Regions from separate parts of the Mus musculus genome. Here regions 1, 2, 3, 4, 5 and 6 are each linked to region 7. The links are chromatin contacts, called in public HiChIP or PLAC-seq and promoter capture Hi-C maps. All regions are on one chromosome and are shown on one strand. The core of a region is the stretch at or near the end of the contact, and the rest is flanking DNA. Distances in the headings are between cores, read along the strand shown. Region 1 holds the start of Fam193a (family with sequence homology 193, member A). Region 2 holds the start of Rbks (ribokinase). Region 3 holds the start of Tnip2 (TNFAIP3 interacting protein 2). Region 4 holds the start of Rnf4 (ring finger protein 4). Region 5 holds the start of Mrpl33 (mitochondrial ribosomal protein L33). Region 6 holds the start of AI839979 (expressed sequence AI839979). Region 7 holds the start of Ywhah (tyrosine 3-monooxygenase/tryptophan 5-monooxygenase activation protein, eta polypeptide).

Region 1 (2,700 bases), core at 90-2,589, 1.4 Mb before region 7:
CAAACCCAAGGACAAACCCCAGATGCTAAACAAATGTAACAATACTCCGCGAAGAAAGCTCCCAAAGTTGCACCAAAACTGCAGAGAACACCGGGAACAAATAAGGAAAACTTAAGTATTTATCCATTACTGTACTTTCTTGCAACAACATGAGCATCAAAACCCATGCCCATCCCCAACAATTTTCTCAACTGCTCTCAATACATACTGTGCCAACACAATATTCCGAATCTCATTAAAAAAAAAAAAAATCTGCCTCATGACTTGGCACACAAATACCCCTTAAAGCTTTGGTTTCTTCACTGTGGATGTCTTTTTAAAAGAAGATAACTTGTTTTAGCAACCTTACAAGAACGCAACTTGAGAGAAACCCATAATCATTCGGTGGCCAATCCAATCTATAGAACCGATTATGCCAACTGCATCCCACGTACCAGCACTATCTTCTGAAACAGAATAAAAGAGACAGCGGTCCATCCACAGCATGCCTGCGTAAGTAAACCTGAAAAAATAGTTACCCCAACCCTTGCGACTATCCTCAGCTGACACTCCTGAGGAAAGAGACCCCGGCGGCTCCCGAGAGCTTACAGCAGCAGGCACAGAGGGCAAGACAGCCGCGCCCGTGGTGCGCCAGGCGGTACCCAGAAACTTCTAGGGGGCACTTTTCAAGGCCACAGTCGGTGTGCCTCGGGGGTCCCGCCGGCGCCGCCCTCCCTCCGCCGCGCTCGCGCCCGGGAGGAGCTGTCAGCTAGGCAGGCGCCGGCCCGTTATCCGCCGGCCGCGCCCGCCCGGCCGCTCGTGAGGGGGCGGCGGCCGCTCCCGCCCGCGGACCCCTGCTGCTTACCTCGAAGTAGCCTCCGGCGGCACCGCCCGCACCCGCGCCCAGAGGCCCGTGGGCCGCCGCGCCGCCCAGCAGGCCCGCCGCGCCGGGGCCCGGGGCCTGGGGGCCGCGCAGGGCCGCCGCCGAGCCGGCCTTGCCGCCCGAGCCGCCGCCACCCGAGCCACCGCCGCCGCCGCGCTTGTTCTTCCGGCGCTTGGCTCCGCGCTTAGCGTCGGCCGGGCTCATGGCGGGAGTGAGGGACGGAGGACGGCGGGCGGGGAAGGGGCGCGGGCGGGCGCCGGGCCGCGGGCGGCGGCGGCAGCGGCGGGCAGGCGGAGGCGGCGGCGGGCGCTGCGGCCGGCCGGGCGGGGGGCGCGGCGCGGGGTCTCCTCCCGGGCTGGGAGGGCGGGGCGGACGGGATCTGAGGGGCAGCTGCTGGCGAGAGCGACGCGAGTCCACCGGGCCCGGTGCCGCCGCTGACCAGAGTTAAGAGTCCAATATGGCGGACACAAGGGGAAAGGGATCCCAGTTTACGTCGGGGGAGGGGGGAAGCAGCGGCAGGGGGAGGGGCGCGGGCGGCCGCCCCCCGCACTCCGCCCTCCCGGGCGGCGCGCCCCTGGCCTGGGACCCCGCCCCCGACGCCACGCGCGAGGCATGCCGGGAGCTGTAGTTCCAGCCGCCCGCGGCTCCGCCCGGGCGTGTGGGGCGGGACCACGACTCCCGTAGGGCCACGCGCAGTTAGTCGTGCGGGGAGAGGGTGTGCCTAGGGTGACGTCCGGCGCCGCGTGGCCCTGTGGAATCTGTAGTCCGCGCACGGACGGAGCTGGAGGCGGGCGGGGTCCAAGAGGGTCTCGCAGTTCCAACTCTGGCGGTCTCTCAGTTCCTTTAGTACAGCCTCCTGCCAAAGACCCAAGCTCTTGCCCTGCTCGTAGTGGGCCCTGCTGACTTTGGCCCAGTCCAGGTTCGAGCGTGCCCCTTTCACCTGTCGCTGTGTGACCTTGGCCTATGCCAGGGCCAGTGGAAAGAGGGCCGGCATCCGCCGACTGGTAATTCACTGCATCTGCGCTGACAAGGCCTGCAGTAAGCAGGAGCCTGCCTCACTCCTTCCTCGCTTCTCTTTAAAGTCTCCATACTTAAAGGAGCGCTTCCTCAGGCCATCGCCCATGCTATTCATCACTTTCCATTCACCACATACCAGGAGGACTTTAGTTCAGGACAGAAGTCTGGACCACTACCTAGAAACCTTGTTCCTTGGCGCCCTGCTTATCGCCTATAGGTACAAGGACCCAAACCAAAGGTTTCCCGCAGTTCATACCTATTTTTGATTCCATCAGTGGAACCAAGTGCTATCTGTTGAGATTAGCATTGCGACATACAGACATGCGCTCCTGAACCATCTCCTATTACCTCCTAGTTAGTCATTCTGGCCCAATTCAGCAATTCTGACCCATTTTTCACCCCAAACCTGAGCAGCCCAATGTGATGAACCCCGTTTCAATGACTAACTTCCCAATAGAATGAAGGTCCCTCACCCAAACAGGTCTTGGATAGCTCTGATATTAAAGTGTAGTAGGATGCCAGGCTAAATCTCCCTCAGTACTCCATAGGTGGGCAGTGTCAGGACCGCCCCTTCCCTCCATTTCATCTAAGGAGTCCAGTTGAATGCCTCCCTACTTCCATAACCACTTTGCTTTCTTCTGTTCTTGGCACATTGGCATGGAGTTGAAATTTTTAAGTGTCATTAGTATCCTAGAGGGCACAGGATATAGAAGTGCTTGCCTCCACCATAATCCCAACCCCTTGCAGGCACAGGGCTGGGCATGCAGCACTCCAGTAATTGCTAGGTGAATGAATGACCATTTGTCCAGCAGTGCAGTCAT
Region 2 (2,851 bases), core at 296-2,795, 1.3 Mb after region 7:
TGCCAAAGGAAACAACCTTCTCCAGACGCCAAACCACACTAGTGATTATGAAAACCCATTCCACTTCAGCAACTGTCAAGACGTTAGGATCACACCTGAGGGAATGGATTTCTGTCTTTATCTCCAGAACAGCAGCTATAATACAAGTTTTTGACAGTGCAAGGTTTTGTGCAGCTTCAAGATGTTTCAGTAAGTGTGACTTCACTAACAAATGAAAGTTAAAAAAAAAAAAAACTATACTGACTCCAAAATCAGGAATTTGAAGAGAAAAAAAAAAAAAAAGATGATTCTTTGGTACAATATGCAGGGATATGGATTAGAAACACACACCTCTCCTTTACATATGGCACCATTATAACTGATTCCAGAGAAGCAGGAAATTTTGGTGACCTGCCTCTCTTGAATGCTTGTTTTGCAATTTGTATTTCCTGATTTTGATGTATTGCAGACGGAAGATGCAAATATATAATTTTTATAAAAAAATCTGCTGCCGCAAGATAAGGTCACATGAGGTCTTTTAGTGGGCAGGCTGTCTGGGGAACACAAAGACGTATAAAGCACCATCTAGGCTCTCGCAATTAGGAGAGGATGACAAACACGGAAACATGTGCCCCCGTTGACGTCATGGAACGGAAAGGGGTGGCCTCCTGCTGCATCACGTCCACGTCATATGGCGCACGAGGGAAGTTACTGTGGGGGAGCAATTTCTCCACTGGGCAACATCAGGGAGGGGCGGGGAGAGCGAATTGGTTCCGATCCAAAGAATGTCCACCCATTCTGAGGAGAATCTAAAGGGATCCAACCCTTTCTCCCAAATTGTATGATGCCCTCATCAAGTGCAAAAAGAGGCGGGCTTCATCAGAAACCAGGACTGAACGAGATACGTGGAGAAAGAGAAGCCTCAGATCTTGGGGGCGGCTCTTGAGGGAATCCGCGTGCTGTGGGGCGAGCGGGGCATCTTTGGAACGCGGGCCTTCTCTTGAAGAGGCTAGCTCTCTGGCCATACTCAAACATGGCTCTCTGCGCCACCTGTGCGACTGAGATCCAACCTCCCCGCACCAGCCCGGGTCCAGGTACCTGGAACTTAAGTCCGATCAGTAACCGGCGACTAGACGGGGTACAGGTTACCCGAGCGCGCCCCCGACCGACGCACCGACCTGCGCGCGAACCGCGGGCCGGATGCGTGCGCGCTCCCCCGGACGTCCCGCCCTCTCCGGAGCCGGCCGGGCGTGCGCGTCCCCGCGCCGAGAAGCCGGAAGCTGAGGAAGGCGACCGGGTAGCGCCTGAAGGTTCCCGGGAGCTCTGGCCTAGTGCTTGGCGCGCTCTGTCATTCTCGCCGTGGCGGCCGGGCCCTGTGCTTGTGAGGCGGGGCAGGAACACCGGTCCCAGAGGGATCAGGACTAGCCAAAGGCCGGAGAGATTTCGGGCATTTGGGAGGGCGACCGGCACAGGCGGGTGGAACGCCCGCGTCGTTAAGGAGGACGGGGCGGCGTCCCTGGTTACGGGGTCAGGCAAAGGGCAAAGGGCAGCGTCAGGGTTGAGCAGGATTAGTAATGGCGGCGTGTGGGGAGCCCGGGAGGCCCTGGCAGGAGGAGGAGGCAGCAGCGGTGGTAGTGGTGGGTTCCTGCATGACCGACCTGGTCAGGTTAGTGCGGGGCCGCAGCGCAAGGTCTCGGGAGGGCGAGCCACACTGTGGATGCCCGGGCCTCGGATCGGTGGGCACCCACCATTGGAACTTTCCTGAAAGCTTCAGGTTTCCAAGCACGACTTCTGAGGTGAAAAGGCAGAATTCAAGTTTGTGGAGGTCAATGACAGAGGAAGGGACAGGGATGGGGGGTGGGGGGACTGAATGAAAGCTTTGATAGACACCCCCACCTACGGGCGCCCCCAAACACCTGCACCTGTTTCCTTGGCCAGGCTGCCCCATGACATTTTAACCTCTGAGAACATGATGTACCTACTTCACAGGGTTGAGAGCACAAGAAGTGTTTTGTCCACCAGACCCAACTGGGTATTACTGGATTGAACACGTGAAAGAAGGCACTGAGGCAAACACCTTTTCACTCATGTTGGCATTCCTGCAGTGTTCCATATTTACAGTTTACTTTTATGTGGAAATGTAACCATGGGCCAACCTTTGTGGTGAACCTAAGTGTGAATTCAAAATTTAAAACACACACACACACACACAAACATGACAATTACAGCCACTAAAAACCTGACCAAATAGTGCTAAATGAGAATAGTTGAGTTAGGTCAGAGAGGTTGTAGGGAAGATCCTTCTGCTTTGTCGTCTGTTTTTATGAAAACAGCTTTCCAAGCAGATAAGCAATATACATTGTAGAAAAAAAAATAGTTCAGGTATTCCAAAAAACTCAGGCCATATAATTCTGTTTATGTTAATAACCATATTTCCCAGCAACTTAGTGTCATCGGTCCCTAAACTATTTTTCCAAAAGATAGCAGAGAACTTTGAAATAAGGCCTTGGGGTAATCAAAACAACCAAACCCTTTCACCAAACTACCTATATCTACTTTAAAAACAGCTCCAGGGGCCTCATATATCTAACTTAATCTTGCTTAAAACATTATAAATTGTTATCAGATTCATCAAGATGGCTATGAGGTAAAGGTGCTTGACTAAAGCCTAATGCCCTTCAGTTCCTGGAGCCCAGTATGGTGGAAGGACACTACATATGTGATGCATGAGTGTGTACACAATAGATAGATAGATAGATAGATAGATAGATAGAATAAATAAGTCTATGCTTTCAAATTACCAAACACAACAGAAAAGATGGAATTAAAAAGGAGACTGGGGCCGGGCGTGGTGATGCACGCCTTTAATCCC
Region 3 (2,841 bases), core at 7-2,506, 1.5 Mb before region 7:
TTTAATCATGGAAGTTTGGATGAGAACAGCTCCCATAGACTCATGTTTGGATACTTGGTCCCCAGTTGGTGACTCATGTAAGGTTAGAAAGGATTTCAAAGTATGGCCTGTTGGAAGAGCTGTGCCATTATGGGCAGAGAGATTCTGAGGTTTCAGCTTGCCCTCTGCTTCCTGATTTGTAATCAAGATGTGAGCTATCAGCTTTAAACATCTGACCCTTTATCCCAAGTAATGCTTCTTCTATACGCTGCCTTGGTCCTGGCATTTTGTCACACTAATAGAAAAGAAATACGCACTCATTCTCTAGTTCCACAACACCCCTACCAGGTAGGGAAGGAAGCAACTGTGACCCATCTTTTCTGAGCAGAAGTTTTGGGCTGGAAGGGCTAAGAAGGAACTGAACATAAGTGAGCCAGGTCTGTGACTCCCAGTATCCATCCCATACATTCTTGGCGAGGTCTGGCTTTGCTTATAGTTTTATACTTGCAAGTGAGTGTGTTCCTGCAGGCTCAACCAGAGCTTGCCTGTGAGCAGACAGGGTATTGAGAGTAGAAGACTGAGCAGAAAAGGAGACACACATCCTCACATAGGGAGGGGACCTCCATGAGATCTTAGCAATGAGCCATTGAAAGATTCTCACGGAGGAGAGACTTCCCAGTGGAAAAACAGTGTTCATATGGAAACTGTGGGAAGGAAAGGGTGGGCACCCTCTTGTCTTCTGCTAGAACAGCTTCTAGCGCTAAGGCCATCCTAACGCGAATTTAGGGGCATGCTGGGGTTTGGTGGCTGGCTCTGGGCTCCATCATGTACTCTGGATGGGAACACCTTTCTGGGTCAGTGTCCCTCTATGAAGAAACGCATGTCAAGTCCCGGAAGAGGAAGGAGCCCAGCCAATGAAACCTGACCACACTCTACGTCCCATGTTTGAAGTCCTTTGATTTATTTGCTTTTCTTCAGCTGCTGTACCAGAGGATACCTAACCCCAAACCCTGGTCGCAGATGGGGTCTGACTCCAGGAAAATTCCTCAGACGCAGGGAATAGAGCAGACAGCACCTAGAATGGAGCTGGTGTGTCAAGAGAAAGTGAGATCATAGAGTAGGAGGGACCAGCTGTGGGAGGGGACGGAGTCAGACTCCCGGCAGTGGGAGAGGCGGAGCCAGCTGTAGGCGGGGCGGAGTCAGACTCCGGGCCATGGACGAGGCGGAGCCAGCTGTGGGCGGGGGCGGATTAGGCTCTGGGAGTGGGCGGGGCGGGAAACGTTCCGGGAAGGCTGGTTTTCGCTCCCCCTGTGTGGAGAAGTTGGAGACGCCCAAGTCCCCACGGAAGGCCTACAGCCATGTCGTCTGGGGACCCAAGGTCTGGTAGACAGGACGGGGCCCCGCGTGCGGCCGCAGCGCTCTGTGGCCTGTACCACGAGGCCGGCCAGCAACTACAGCGCCTGAAGGATCAGCTGGCCGCGCGTGACGCCCTCATCGCGAGCCTCCGCACCCGCCTCGCGGCTCTGGAAGGGCACACGGCGCCGTCACTCGTGGACGCACTTCTGGATCAGGTGGAGCGCTTCCGTGAGCAGCTGCGACGACAGGAGGAAGGCGCTTCGGAGACCCAGCTGCGGCAGGTGCGGGGCGGGCGGGAGCTGCTGCGCAAGGCGGCCTGGGGAACTTGTTGGAGCGAGTGACGTGGAGTCCAGAGATGCGCGAGGTCTTGAGGGTCGCGAGGATATGAAGCTCGAGGTGCGGGTCTGAAGAGCTCGAGGTCTGAGCATAGTGGTTTAGGGGTGCGCTGGGGTTTGAAAGGAGCTGGGTTATGAGGGATACGAGATCCTGAGACTAGTGGGTCCTGAGGTTTCAGGGTCTGAAGGGCGTGGGGATCAGAGGCGCAGGTAATCCTGTTGGATTAGGGTCTGAAGGTAAGAGTCTGGGTAGTTCAGGGTATTGAGCAGTTCGGGATTCATTCGTAGGCTCAGGGGATATGCCAGAGGTGAGCAGGAGTCTCTGGGGCTCGGGGTTCTGGTGAGCAACAGGGTGGTAGGGGTGTGACTGTTTGAGGAGTACCAAGTCCTGACGTCCTGCTGAGGTTATGAGCACTTCTGAGGGACTTGTAATAGAGGTTAATTTGGGACAGACCCCCTGGGTCTCTCGACTTTGAGGGGTACTGCTGTGGGAAACTTACTCATGAAGTTTTGTGGGGGACAGGGTTCTGCGGAATGTGAGGGATCCTGGAGTGCAGGGATCTTGTGGGGCATAATGTTCTGAGGTAGCCTCGAACACGTGGTTCTGTTGGTAGTAAGCTTCTCCAATATGTACTCATATTATTAGTAATATTATTATATTAGTCCCAAAGGGGTGTGTAGCTGTTTTAATCACTGCCTTATTTGCGTTAAAGAGATACCATGACTAAGGCAACTCTTATAAAAGAAAGTATTTAATTGAGGGCTGGCTTACAGTTTCAGAGGGTCAGTCCATTATCATCATGGTGGGGAGTATGGTAGCTTGCAGGCAAGCTTGGTGCTGGAGAAGTAGCTGAGAGCTACATCCTGATCCACTGGCAGAGAGACGTCCACTAGGCCTGGTGCGGGCTTTTGAAACCTCAAAGCCCATCCCTAGTGACACAGTTCCTCCAACAAGGCCACATGTCCTATTCCTTCTCAAATTGTGCTACTATCTGATGATGAAAAAATGCAAATATATGAACCTGTGGGGGCATTCTCATTCAAGCAACAACAGTGGGGGCACCAGGCTTGACTAAGATGGAATTCTGAGGAGGGGTGGTGTTCAGGGTTCTGTGGGACAGACACTAGAGGCTCTAAAGGACATGAGCGAAGCATGGGGCCAAAAGGGTCT
Region 4 (2,700 bases), core at 81-2,580, 1.3 Mb before region 7:
TACTTAGTAAGCAAGACAACTTTCCACTCATTTCACATCGAACTCACAGGCAAACCGGGACGCAAGTGTTTTCTCCAACCATTAAAAAGAAAAAGCACCAGGTGTGTGTGGGGTCTGGGCTGGAGAGAGGTTCCCTCTCACCATTGTCAGGAACAAGAGTCAATCTGCAGGCTGAAAGACCTCAGACTACCTCAGCCTTTGTGAACCTCGGGCTCCCCCAATTACTTGGGCAACCTAAACTAAACGGCAGACCGAAAAACTGAAGCTTAAAACGCCCAGGGGTAAAGTTTAAAAAAACAAAAAGCAGGAACGCCCATATCTGGACTCCTCCCCCGCCCTAATCAAAATGTGGACAATGGCGTCCACTGCGAACAATGTTAAAGGTTAAGTTTCCTATCCCTGTGTACAGATGTGGCCCTGAGGGAAGGGCCCGAGCAGGCACCGGGCTAAGGATGGAGGTCGCAATCGCCCGCTTGACTAACCATAGATAGAACCAAAAGTGGCTCCTGGAAGCCCAAACCCCATTCAGCTCCAAAGCCCGCAAGCGTCCTCGGCACTCTCGCAACTTAGATACGGCCCGCCACGCGGCCCGGGTGCCCCAGCAAACTCGCAGGCCTCCGGAAGGCGGGGCGGCGACGCGACCACACAAAGGCTGCGTCATCAGCAAGGAACAAAAACCTCGCTCAGGTTCTCTGCAATCCGCCCGCCCGGCCCCGAGAGTGACCTTGGGCGACCCCCAACCCTCGCCGAGCCTCAGTTTCCCTTCCTACTTGGCGAAAGAGGTTCTCCGGCCAGGCCGCGGGTTGGCGAGCGGATACCCCCACACAAGACATTTCCCTACTTCCGACGACGGCGCCGCTCCATGTTCCGACAACCGCGTGCTCTCCGGGAAAGAGGCGGCAGAGGGCCCAAGCCGGAGAAGCGCGGTTCTGCGAGAGGCGGGCGGCCACCAACCCCAGTGCGGGCCGAGAGGCCGCCCGCGCTCCACGCCCGCACCGCCCTGCCCCGCCGCTTCCATGCTGCGGAGCCCAGCCTTACTTGGAGCTGGGGTTTGCTGCCAGACGCCTCGGCTGATGAGCTCGGGCAAGGACGTACCGACTCCAGCCGCCGCTGAGGAGACCCGTTCAAGCAAGCCTCCACCGCCTCACGAAGACCCACTTCCGCTCGTCCGGCACCGGCCCGCCCTTCTCAGCCCTTATTGGCCTCTCCCGCCTTTTCTCCCGTGCTCTACCGGTTTAGGAGGATAAATTGCAATTTTATTGGGTGAGAAAACCATCTATTACCACTTTGAAATACACCTTCTTCCGGTCACGCCCCCCGCCTGCTTGCGGGAGCTTCCACTTCCCGCGAGAGTGCCGCCAGTCGCGCTCCTCCCACGAGAACTTGGCGGTGTCGTTGCTGAGGCGCGTCGCGAGCTTGCCCGCTGGGTGTTTGACTTTTCGTTTGGCTTCTGACCTGGTATACGGTGGCCCTTACGGCTGCATCTAGCCCTAAACCATAATCCGTACCCTTCTCCGTCTCCTCGGTCGTTAATGAGGCGTACCAGAGACTCGCCCAAGGCCCCAATTTTCTGCTGATCCACAGGCAACCAGGCCGGGATTCGCACCATAAGTGCCAGGCTCTTAGGCATGTCGGTCCCCGGACTCTCCCTCGCAGGAATCCCATCATCTGGACAGGGGGCTCACCTATACGTTTGGGAGGCCTACCTGGAGGAAGCTTGAGGACTAGACGAAAGAGAACGTCCAGTTAGACATTGTGTGTGCTAAAGGCGGGGGAAGGTAGAGCTGGGCATGCCCAGGAGTCTGCGGGTTAGCTGCCCAAGTGTGTCGGGGCAGAGGCGAGAAAGGCAGGACTCAGAACACAAGTCCCATGGAATGCAAAGAACGGCCTCGGGCAAGACCAGGGCCTGGAATTGGGTCTTAGGACATCTCATGTTACAGAATCTCTCTTACCTGAATCTGAAAACCAGTATAATAACTTTAGGCAAGTCTCAGTCCATTCACACCTATTACAGGTTATCCATTTTACCTACTTCTGCCGGTTAATAAGAATGTGAGTGCTAACAGGTAATACAAGTCCTGCTGCTCCTGGGCTAGGTGGAGGGATGGGTTTAGCAACTGGAAAATGATCTATCCATAGATAAATAGCAACTAGAAAGAAATAGATGAGGACCCTCAGACTACTTGAGCAGATGATTTGAAGGTTATCCTAAATGTGGTTGAATTGCTTCTGTGGGGATATAGATCCTGGAAGATTGATTAACATGGCGAAGCAGATCAAAACCCGACCGTTAATATTTTCCATATTACAATCTCTGACGTTTTATGGAATTATAAGAGAACTTAGGATAAAGTGTGTATGATAAATACATACCTGACTCCAGTGTAAAATGTGTTTTGATGTTTTGGGCATGCTTTCCAAATGTTATAAATAGGAATAAAGAGAACTTACATTTGTAAGAAAAATGTAGGTATTTCTTATAATTTTTTGAATACTTAAATCAGGTGAGACCAAAACAGGAATATATACCCTTATAGGTTAAAGGTTCTGTTTGCAGTTAAACAGTTAAATATTTCTTGCCAGGAAGTAGTGGCCCACACCTTTAATCCCAGCAGAGATTAAACTCAGGAGGCAGAGGCAGGCAGATCTCTAAGTCTGAGGCTAGCCTGATAGGCTAGTTCCAGGACAGTCAAGGCTATA
Region 5 (2,700 bases), core at 73-2,572, 1.4 Mb after region 7:
CACAGGTCTAGCCTCTCAGTTCCAGCTGCCTAACGCTTAGCTCTGCAATCTTTCTAGTGCTTGGACTGACTTCTATAAACAGGCTCTAGGTTTCCATCAAATCAGAGCTCATCTGTAGATTCCTGCAGAAGACTCAGGCAAATGGCTCTGGTTAGGTAGAGCCAAACAGATCACCAGCCTGATGCTTGCTTTAGGAGCAAAGCAATGAACTAATAGATTCTGAGGTGAGACCAGAAGCAAAGTTCCTTTACACAAAGGCTGTGAATACTCCCTGGGACAGAAGGGAGACAGCACAGTCCTCAACTTACATCCTCAGTTTACCCAGTGCAAATGCACTGCTTTGCAAGAGGCCACATTTCCCACTGTGCTCTCTTCCCCAGTTAGTAACGGGTACCTCGGCTTCCTACCAGCCACAAAGGGAAGAGGAAGCAGGGTTGCTAAGCGACATGATCTGTGGTTTTGGTATATCAGATGCATTCTCAGCTTATGTATCTGCAACCCAGGATCGAACTGTCAATGGTAGCACCATCAAAGGACTTTTCCCCCAAGGTGCTCACATCAACAAAATAATTAACCAAATAAATAACCCCAGATCAACTCTTGGGAGATCAAACCCAAACACTGGGCCAATAAAACAAAAACCTTACTTACTTTGACTTGCTCTTGGCAACTTGTGTGTGTAAAGGTTGGAAGAAAGAAAAAAGATAAGGTTGTTATTTTTTTCATTCGAAGTGCTTATCAACATTAGTTGTAACCAAAAACACTTTAAAAGTATTCCCCACTTTACACTAAAATAACTTTTTCCTGGTGTGAGTCTGGCCCACACAATTATGAATGTTTTGTTGTTGTTGTTGTCTTGGTATAATCAACAGTTGTCTGCCATCTTAACATCGTTCTAAGTAATATCTGCTCTATCCCCACCCTTCTATAGTGTAAATATTTGTACTGCAACACAGCTCTTGTTTGAACTTTACAGACTGCAGCAAAGTCGCCTGAGATGCTAACTCTAATCAGGATGTCAGCCAGGAGCCAGGCAGCGGGGTAATACCACAGCGGCCAGTAGACATTCTTCGGACACCCCTGCAGAGGGCGACGGGGCTCCCGCCGCCTTCTCACCAGACCCGGAGGCGCGCCGCGGGGTGGCAGCCGCCGCGCCAGGTCCTCCACCCCTCCGGGCTCCACCTCGGGACCTGCGGGTCACCGCCTCGGCTCCACGCCGCAGGCCCTGCCGCCGCCTCAGACCGACTTACAAGAGACAGCGGAGAGCAGCATGGTCCACCGATTCTCACCGAGACCCGCCTAAAGAGCTCAACGACTACTTCCGGGGCATGCGCGGGTTCCGGTAGAAGGCTCAGGAAGTGGACAGAAGCCACGCCCTCCCCTGAAGTTCGGGCAGTCTCTGACTCAGTGATTTATTGGTAGTGAATTTTGTGGTATTATGGGAAGGACCCCCCCTCCATACAAAAGATAATACTGCCAAATATCACAATACCCAGATCTGCCTGGCTCCAAAACATGTAGCCTTTCCCAAGAGACACTGATCTATCTTTTTTTTTTTTTAATTTTATTATATATTTTCTTTATATACATTTCAAATGCTAGCCCGAAAGTTCCCTATATGCTCCCCTACCCACCCTGTACTGGGGCATATAAAGTTTGCAATACCAAGGGGCCTCTCTTCCCAGTGATGGCCGACTAGGCCATCTTCTGATACATATGCAGCTAGAGATACGAGCTCTGGGGGTACTGGTTAGTTCATAGTGTTGTTCCACCTATAGGGTTGCAGACCCCTTCAGCTCCTTGGGTGCTTTCTCTAGCTTCTCCATTGGGGGCCCTATGTTCCATCTTATAGATGACTATGAGCATCCACTTCTGTATTTGCCAGGCACTGGCATAGCCTCATACGAGACAGCTATACCAGGGTCCCTTCAGCAAAATCTTTCTGGCATATGCAATAGTGTCTGGGTTTGATGGCTGATTATGGGATGGATCCCCGGGTGGGGTAGTCTCTGGATATTGTACTCTGATCTACCATTTGCCCAGCAATATTTTTATGCCTGTGCAAGAAGTCCTAACTCCACCACCAGGGACCTCACTGGTAACTTCATCTCCCAATTAATAATCAGGATTTTATTATTTTTGCTGTTGTTTTGCTTAATTTGTGTGTTTATAATGACTCTCCCTATATTATAATTTATTTTTACGCCTGAGTGTTTTGCTTGCTTGTATATTTGTGTACCACTTGTGTGCCTGGTACCTGAGAAGTTTAGCATCATGCTTCAAATCTGGAACCAGAGTGTTATGATAGTTGTGAGCCACCATGTGGGTACTGGAAAGCAAACCCTACTCCCATACAAGAGCAACAAATATTCATAGTGGCTAAGCAATCCTCTCTGGCCTGTTGTTGTTGTTGTTGTTGTTGTTGTTGTTGTTGTTGTTGTTGTCTTAAGTGATCTTCTCAGCAATGCTGTATTTCCATTTCCATGTGAGGAATCCAAGGATAAGAATAACTAACTTGGCCAAGGCTGTTCCAGTTATTAGTGGAAAGTCTAGGTCTTGAATCCAAATCTTCAAAATCTGGAGGTCATATTTTAAATTTTCAAATATGGCAGGCATGTACTTAGTGCTAGTCTAGCTAAATCAGAGAGTTCCAGGTTCAGTAAAGATCCTATCTCCAAAAAAATTAAATAGGGTAGAGAG
Region 6 (2,753 bases), core at 78-2,577, 1.4 Mb after region 7:
TCAGAAGAGGTCATCAGATCTCATTAAAGGTGGTTGTGAACATATGTGGTTGCTGGGAATTGAACTCAGGATCTCTGGAAGAACAGTTAGTGCTCTTAACTGCTGAGCCATCTCTCCAGCCCCACCTAGGGAATTTTTAATAATTGAAATTACCCAACATATGTAATGGAATGTCTCATGCTTACATTCAGAAAAGAAATAATAAAAAACAAATCTTGTTACGAAGAAAACCGGGTATGGAAATACCAAGTCAATGAACTTGGTCCAAGTTCAAGGTCAGTAGAGGGGCTGCACTCCCTGTGCCTCGATCCCAGCCCTTCTACTCTTACAAACATGCAGCATGCCTACTACTCCGACTTTTCTTTCCTTTGTTTTTAAAGACAGGGTCTCACTATGTAGCCTTGGCTAGCCTGGAACTCACCATGTAGACCAGGATGGACTCTTAACTCCTAGAGATCATCTGCCTCTACCTAGTGCTAAGATTAAAGACATCCTCAGTGTCCCCCATCCTCCAGTGTCCCCATCCTCCAGTGTCCCCCATCCTCCAGTGTCCCCCATCCTCCAGCTCACCTGCTGCATCTGAGTTCCCACTGTAAAGGAGATCACAGATGTTTCCCCACTCGGGGTTGGTGAAGGTTAAGGGGAGCATCAGAGAGACCTTAAGTCTGGTTCTCACCGACTTTATACCTTGCCCAATGGCACATGCCAGCATGAGAAACACGGAAATTTGGCAAACCATGCAATCTACCAGGAACTCAGCTGTGAAGGGAGAGACAGTCCAAGATTGCCTGCAAAGTTTCTGCTTCCTCTCAAGCCCTCCAGAGGCCCCAGAGGAAGGAGTCCTGACCCTGCCATCTTCCTTAGACTCCAGGGCCTCCTTTTCTCTAAAGAGGCGTGGAGGGTGCTGAGTGTGGGGTGAAGGGGAGATCAGTGCAGCCAGGCTGCAGTCAGGCACAGGAGGCTGACCTTCAGTTAGCTGCTGCTAGACTGAGCTCCCACTAGTTACCTAGGAAGGCACCCAAAAGCACCGGGAGGCTGGGGGGCGGCGGGTTGGGGCAGAGACCACCCAGGAGAAATGAAGGGCTTGGTGTGGGGAGGGAAAGGAGGAAGCGGGGTGGGGGCAGTATCAGAGAAGAAGGGGCACTAGAGAGTGAGGAAAAAAGCAGAAGTCATTGTGTGGGGAGAAGGTTGAGGGATGATGCCGAAAAAGAGGAAGGGGTCAGCGGTGGCGGTAAGACTTTGGAGAAGGAAGGAGAAAGTCGAGAGGGAGGGAAGAGGAGGCGGTCCTGATTCTCCACTTTACTGCCCATTCCTTCTCCCTTGCTGAAACATCCAGCCGGTGCCTTTGTGGCCTCTTGGGCTGGGTTGCAATCTCATGCCAACCCGCTTGCCGGTTGTCAGGAGGCCTCTGGGGAGGACGCTGCAGGAGCCTCAAACGCCACCTACTCCCGGCCTCTCTCCCGGTTGATGTTTCTATTTTGGGCACCACATTATTTCCTGCTGTGATTTTTTTTTTCAGGCTTCTAATTCAGGCTCTGAGGTAAGCTGTGACATCCGCTCGTGCCCGCAGGCCCCTCCCGCACACTGCTTGTCCTCCTGGGGCGCGGGCACCCCTCAGGCCCAGCAGCAGTCCAGCCACTGCGGGGAGTCTTGGCAGGGCCTGCCTAAAAATAAGCTTTCGGATTTCCCCTCCCCCTGGTAGGGCAAAAGGAGGCTAGCTGGAATAGATTTCTAGGCAAGGATTTGAGGGGGTGATGGAGTGAGGTTGACAGGGACCTGCTATAAACTGTGCCATTGTGCCTAGGAATGGGAGTCCAACGCTTCCGTGTCCGAAGTCTGTTTAACTATATTTGGACAATGACCCTTTAGAGATGCTGATAAAGGCTACACAGAATCCCAGAAACTGTCCACAACAAACTCACAGGTAGGTTCCTGGTAATTTTGGGTTTGTGCACTTCCTTGAGTCGGGGAGCCCTTGTTCAAAGCCCTGGGTATGCATGGACGCCTCCCTCCCTGATCTCTCCTCTCAACCTCAGTATGCCTCATTATATTTAATCAATATGTGCTTAAAAAGAAGAAGTCTCTGTATGTGCAAGTACTTCAAGCACAGGCAGATTATAAGCTATGTCCTTAGGGAAACAACAGCCTCTTAAAACTGTCTTCTGGTTTACTCCCAAGGACCTGCTGGCCATCTGGCAGTGAGGGCACCCACTGCATTGGGTTCTGGCAGATTTAAGTTCCGAACTCAATTAAGTAGGCTCTGTTTTTGTTTTTCCTGACTTCTCTCTCACAGCAGACAAAATGGTAAAGCTCCCGGGAGTCTCACCCATCCCAGTCCATGGGGGTGACTTTAGCTGAGACTCCTAGCAGTGAGGATATGGAGCCTGTTGTGCTTGTAGACAGGAGCCTAGCATAACTCCTCTGACAGCTACCCAGCAGCTGACTGAAACAGATGCTGAGTCCCACAGTCAAACATTAAATGGAGCTTGGGGACTCTTGTGGAAGAGTTGTGGGAAGGATTGCAGGCCCTGAAGGAAATAGGAACTCTACAAGAAGACCAACAAAGTCAACTAACCTGGACCACTAGGGGCTCCCAGAAACTGAACCATCAACCAAAGAGCATACACAGGCTGGACCTAGGCCTCCTTGCACATATGGAACAGATATGTAGCTTGGTCTTCATGTGGATCTCCCAACAACTGGAGCAAGGGCTGTCCCTGAATCTGTTGCCTGCCTGTGGGTCCTGTTCCCTT
Region 7 (2,700 bases), core at 78-2,577:
GGGTTTAAGAAAGCCTTTCAAAGACTAGCCATAGGTCATATGAGCTACAATTCAGGGCAGTTAATACTTAGGTCAGCTAAAAACTGCCCAAGGGCTGCTAAAATGCAGATTTCTGGGTCTCACCCTCAAAAATGTTTATGTATTTAGAAGTCTAAGGTGGAATCCAAGGAAATTTTCTCCCTAGTCTTAAGAGCTAGGTGGCCACAGTTGTAATTCTGCCACTGTGTGACCTTGACAAGAAATATTCTTTTAGAAAAAACCCAGGATGATGTGAAGAGTTGTCTATAGTGATGTGGTAACAGAACTCCAAAGTCTTGGGTAGGCAGGTAGGCTCTAGGCTAAGCTATTGACTAGGGTGTGGCTGGGCAGGTCTCCTTTACCGGAAATCAAGCTCCAGAATCCATCTCTGAGGGTCTCAGGAATGCAAAGGCCCCCAGGGTTGCTTCGTTTTCATTTCATCTCCAGGAAGGCACGCAGCATGGACCGTTGGGATGTATGCAGGGACCCACACCCTCCTTCACGCCCAGGACTGCTGGAAAGGGGTCTTCCCACACAAAGCCAGACCCGAGGTGTGGAAAGTGGGGGAAAAAAACAACTTCAGACAAGCAAACCAAACCGGTCGTAGTAGAGAAAACCAGGAGATGGGTCTCCACTCGCGGATGAGCCTTTATTACAAGTGGGTGAATGGTGGAAGGAAAGCGCCTTTCGCCCAGGTCCGGCAGAAGGGTCTAGAAGCAGGAACGCGACTTCCTCCTTTCCTCGGGCACCCCCTCCCCCACCGGGGCTCTGCGCTAGGACACGGCGACCCCCGCCCGCCAGCCACCGAGAGGCCTCCCGGGGAGACCCCGCCCCGGCCAGGCCGCAGGAAACGGAGAGTCCAGCGGCCGCCGCGCCCAAAAGGTGGCGGCGCGTAGGGAGAGAGCCGCCGCCCAGGCTCGGGCCGCCCCGCCCCGCAGCCCCCGGCCGCCCGGCTCCCCAGCGCGCTCACCGCCTTCATGGCGGAGGCCATATCGTCGTAGCGCTCCGCCTGCTCCGCCAGTCGCGCCCGCTGCAGCAGCTGCTCTCGATCCCCCATGTCGCTCGCGACTCGGCCTCGCCTCGCACGCCCACACCGCCTGCTCACTCGCTCGCTCGCTCGCCCGCCCGTCCGCTTCCCGGTCGCCGCCGAGGCCGCTACCGCGCACGCGCACTGGCTCGCCGGCTGGCGGGAGGCTGCAGGCTGCGCCGCCGCTCGCGCCTTCTCGCTGGCTGGCTGCACGCGCTGTGGCGAGCGCCGCGGAGCCGCCGAGAGAGGATAGGGGGCGCCGCGGGCGGGCGGGCGGGCGGGGAGGACGCGACCACGCCTGCGCACTCGGATCAGCCCGCCGAGCTACGGGAGGGGGCGGGGCGGCCCAGCCCTAACGGTCTTTTTAAGGTGACGTCACCTACTATAAATAGCCGCGGCGAGGGCCGCGCTGGAGAGCTGCGCAGGCGCCTTAGGAGTACTGCAGTTTACCGCCGCAGCGTTGGAGGGTGGGGAGCGGCTGGGGCGCGGCGATGGTGGTTCCGCAGGCAGGCGTTGTCGCAGCCCTGGCCAGGAAAACGCTACAGAACCCATGATAGAGCTCGGGCTTGAGAAGCAGATACCCGCAGATAACCCTGTATGGAAAAGCCGAGGCGCCCCGGACCGAGGGGCGGCTTTGTTGGGTGTTGCCACCTCCAGCAAGCGGTCAGCTCTGTCAGCGGCGTGGGGTGGGTCCTGCCCTTTGGGACAGCCCCTCACAGACACACTAGAATCCACAATACTGCAGGGTAGTGCCATCCTTAAAACTGACCTTGGGCCAGCTCTGGCTTGCACAGGAAGGGATAGGGAACTTGGCAGAGCGGAGTAGCGTTCAGGACATACCTACGGGGACCTGACTTACTGTTGGGCCTTGACTAGCACTAACCTATTTCATACAACCACTCCGGGAAAGGCTCAGCAGGTCCCCCATTCTTCAAAGCAGAAGTGCAATCTACAACCCTGGTAAACCTAGGAAAACCAAAAGTTGGCAACTATCAGGGTCGACTTAGCCTGGTTCAAATCTTTTTAGGGAATTAGTGATTATAGGTCAGAGGTGCAGTGTTGGCCTGGAGGGCCTGATGCTCAGTGGAAGAAGGAACAAAAATTCAAGGCAAGGTGACATATCCTATTTGTGGAGGGGCCAAAATCTAATTTCAGTGTCTTCTTGGATTTCTGTGGCGATGGACTGGACACTAAGCCTTCACCGCTCCTGTCGTTCTGTGCTAAAGGTCCCTGGGTTGGACCTCAAGCTAGAAAAAGTGCAATTAAAACAAAACAGTCTGGCATGGTGGAACATGTCTTTAATCCTAGTAGCCAGGAAACAAAGGAACAGGCAGGCATATCTCTGAGTTCTAGGCCAGTCAGGGATACACAGAGAAATCCTGTCTGAAACACACACACACACACACACACACACACACACACGGCTGTTACACAAAGAGAAGCCATGCACACACATAAGAAAAATCTAGCCCACTGTAGCACAGAAGAAGGGGCCTTAGGTTCACTGAGGAGTGTGTGTGTGTGTGCTCATGTTGAAGACTGCTCAGGAGCCATGTTTTTGTTTTTGTTTTTGTTGGTTTTGTTTTTTGAGACAGGGTTTCTCTGTGTAGCCCTGGCTGTCCTGGAACTCACTCTGTAGACCAGGCTGGCCTCGA

The links. Promoter capture Hi-C pulls out the DNA fragments that hold promoters and counts their contacts. HiChIP or PLAC-seq counts read pairs in DNA pulled down with a chosen protein or histone mark.
Region 1: a promoter capture Hi-C map of liver shows a contact between it and region 7, with 5 times the contacts expected there. The contact joins the promoter of Fam193a here to the promoter of Ywhah in region 7. A contact is called at or near these places in 2 of 39 promoter capture datasets (liver and pre-B cells).
Region 2: a promoter capture Hi-C map of pre-B cells shows a contact between it and region 7, with 5 times the contacts expected there. The contact joins the promoter of Rbks here to the promoter of Ywhah in region 7. A contact is called at or near these places in 4 of 39 promoter capture datasets (liver, pre-B cells and stem cell-derived epiblast-like cells), 2 of 115 datasets of contacts at active chromatin or transcription factors (astrocytes and stem cell-derived neural progenitor cells) and 1 of 9 other capture datasets (liver).
Region 3: a contact with region 7 is called in a promoter capture Hi-C map of liver, with 3 times the contacts expected there. The contact joins the promoter of Tnip2 here to the promoter of Ywhah in region 7. A contact is called at or near these places in 2 of 39 promoter capture datasets (liver and pre-B cells).
Region 4: a contact with region 7 is called in a promoter capture Hi-C map of liver, with 4 times the contacts expected there. The contact joins the promoter of Rnf4 here to the promoter of Ywhah in region 7. A contact is called at or near these places in 2 of 39 promoter capture datasets (liver and pre-B cells).
Region 5: a promoter capture Hi-C map of embryonic stem cells shows a contact between it and region 7, with 5 times the contacts expected there. The contact joins the promoter of Mrpl33 here to the promoter of Ywhah in region 7. A contact is called at or near these places in 1 of 39 promoter capture datasets (embryonic stem cells) and 2 of 115 datasets of contacts at active chromatin or transcription factors (embryonic stem cells and extraembryonic endoderm stem cells).
Region 6: an H3K27ac HiChIP or PLAC-seq map of large pre-B cells shows a contact between it and region 7, with 4 times the contacts expected there. The contact joins the promoter of AI839979 here to the promoter of Ywhah in region 7.

Annotation. Positions count from the first base shown.
Region 1 is chr5:34,368,572-34,371,271 of GRCm38.p6, reverse strand. Fam193a (family with sequence homology 193, member A) reads right to left here and starts at 1,339. Exons shown (of 21, transcript NM_001243123.1): 1 at 845-1,339. The coding sequence starts at 1,066.
Region 2 is chr5:31,696,304-31,699,154 of GRCm38.p6, reverse strand. It overlaps Rbks (ribokinase), which reads left to right and starts at 1,545. Exons shown (of 8, transcript NM_153196.1): 1 at 1,545-1,645. The coding sequence starts at 1,554. Babam2 (BRISC and BRCA1 A complex member 2) reads right to left here and starts at 1,105. Exons shown (of 12, transcript NM_144541.1): 1 at 1,078-1,105.
Region 3 is chr5:34,512,394-34,515,234 of GRCm38.p6, reverse strand. It overlaps Tnip2 (TNFAIP3 interacting protein 2), which reads left to right and starts at 1,256. Exons shown (of 6, transcript NM_139064.2): 1 at 1,256-1,616. The coding sequence starts at 1,338.
Region 4 is chr5:34,334,880-34,337,579 of GRCm38.p6, reverse strand. Rnf4 (ring finger protein 4) reads right to left here and starts at 1,330. Exons shown (of 8, transcript NM_011278.5): 1 at 1,039-1,330. It also overlaps A830049F12Rik.
Region 5 is chr5:31,612,573-31,615,272 of GRCm38.p6, reverse strand. Mrpl33 (mitochondrial ribosomal protein L33) reads right to left here and starts at 1,322. Exons shown (of 4, transcript NM_025796.3): 1 at 1,251-1,322; 2 at 652-670. The coding sequence starts at 1,272. The region is part of intron 2 of Gm38424 (a long non-coding RNA gene); the gene reads right to left.
Region 6 is chr5:31,569,971-31,572,723 of GRCm38.p6, reverse strand. It overlaps AI839979 (expressed sequence AI839979), which reads left to right and starts at 1,327. Exons shown (of 3, transcript NR_102275.1): 1 at 1,327-1,540; 2 at 1,805-1,924; 3 at 2,294-2,753.
Region 7 is chr5:33,017,443-33,020,142 of GRCm38.p6, reverse strand. It overlaps Ywhah (tyrosine 3-monooxygenase/tryptophan 5-monooxygenase activation protein, eta polypeptide), which reads right to left and starts at 1,327. Exons shown (of 2, transcript NM_011738.2): 1 at 989-1,327. The coding sequence starts at 1,075.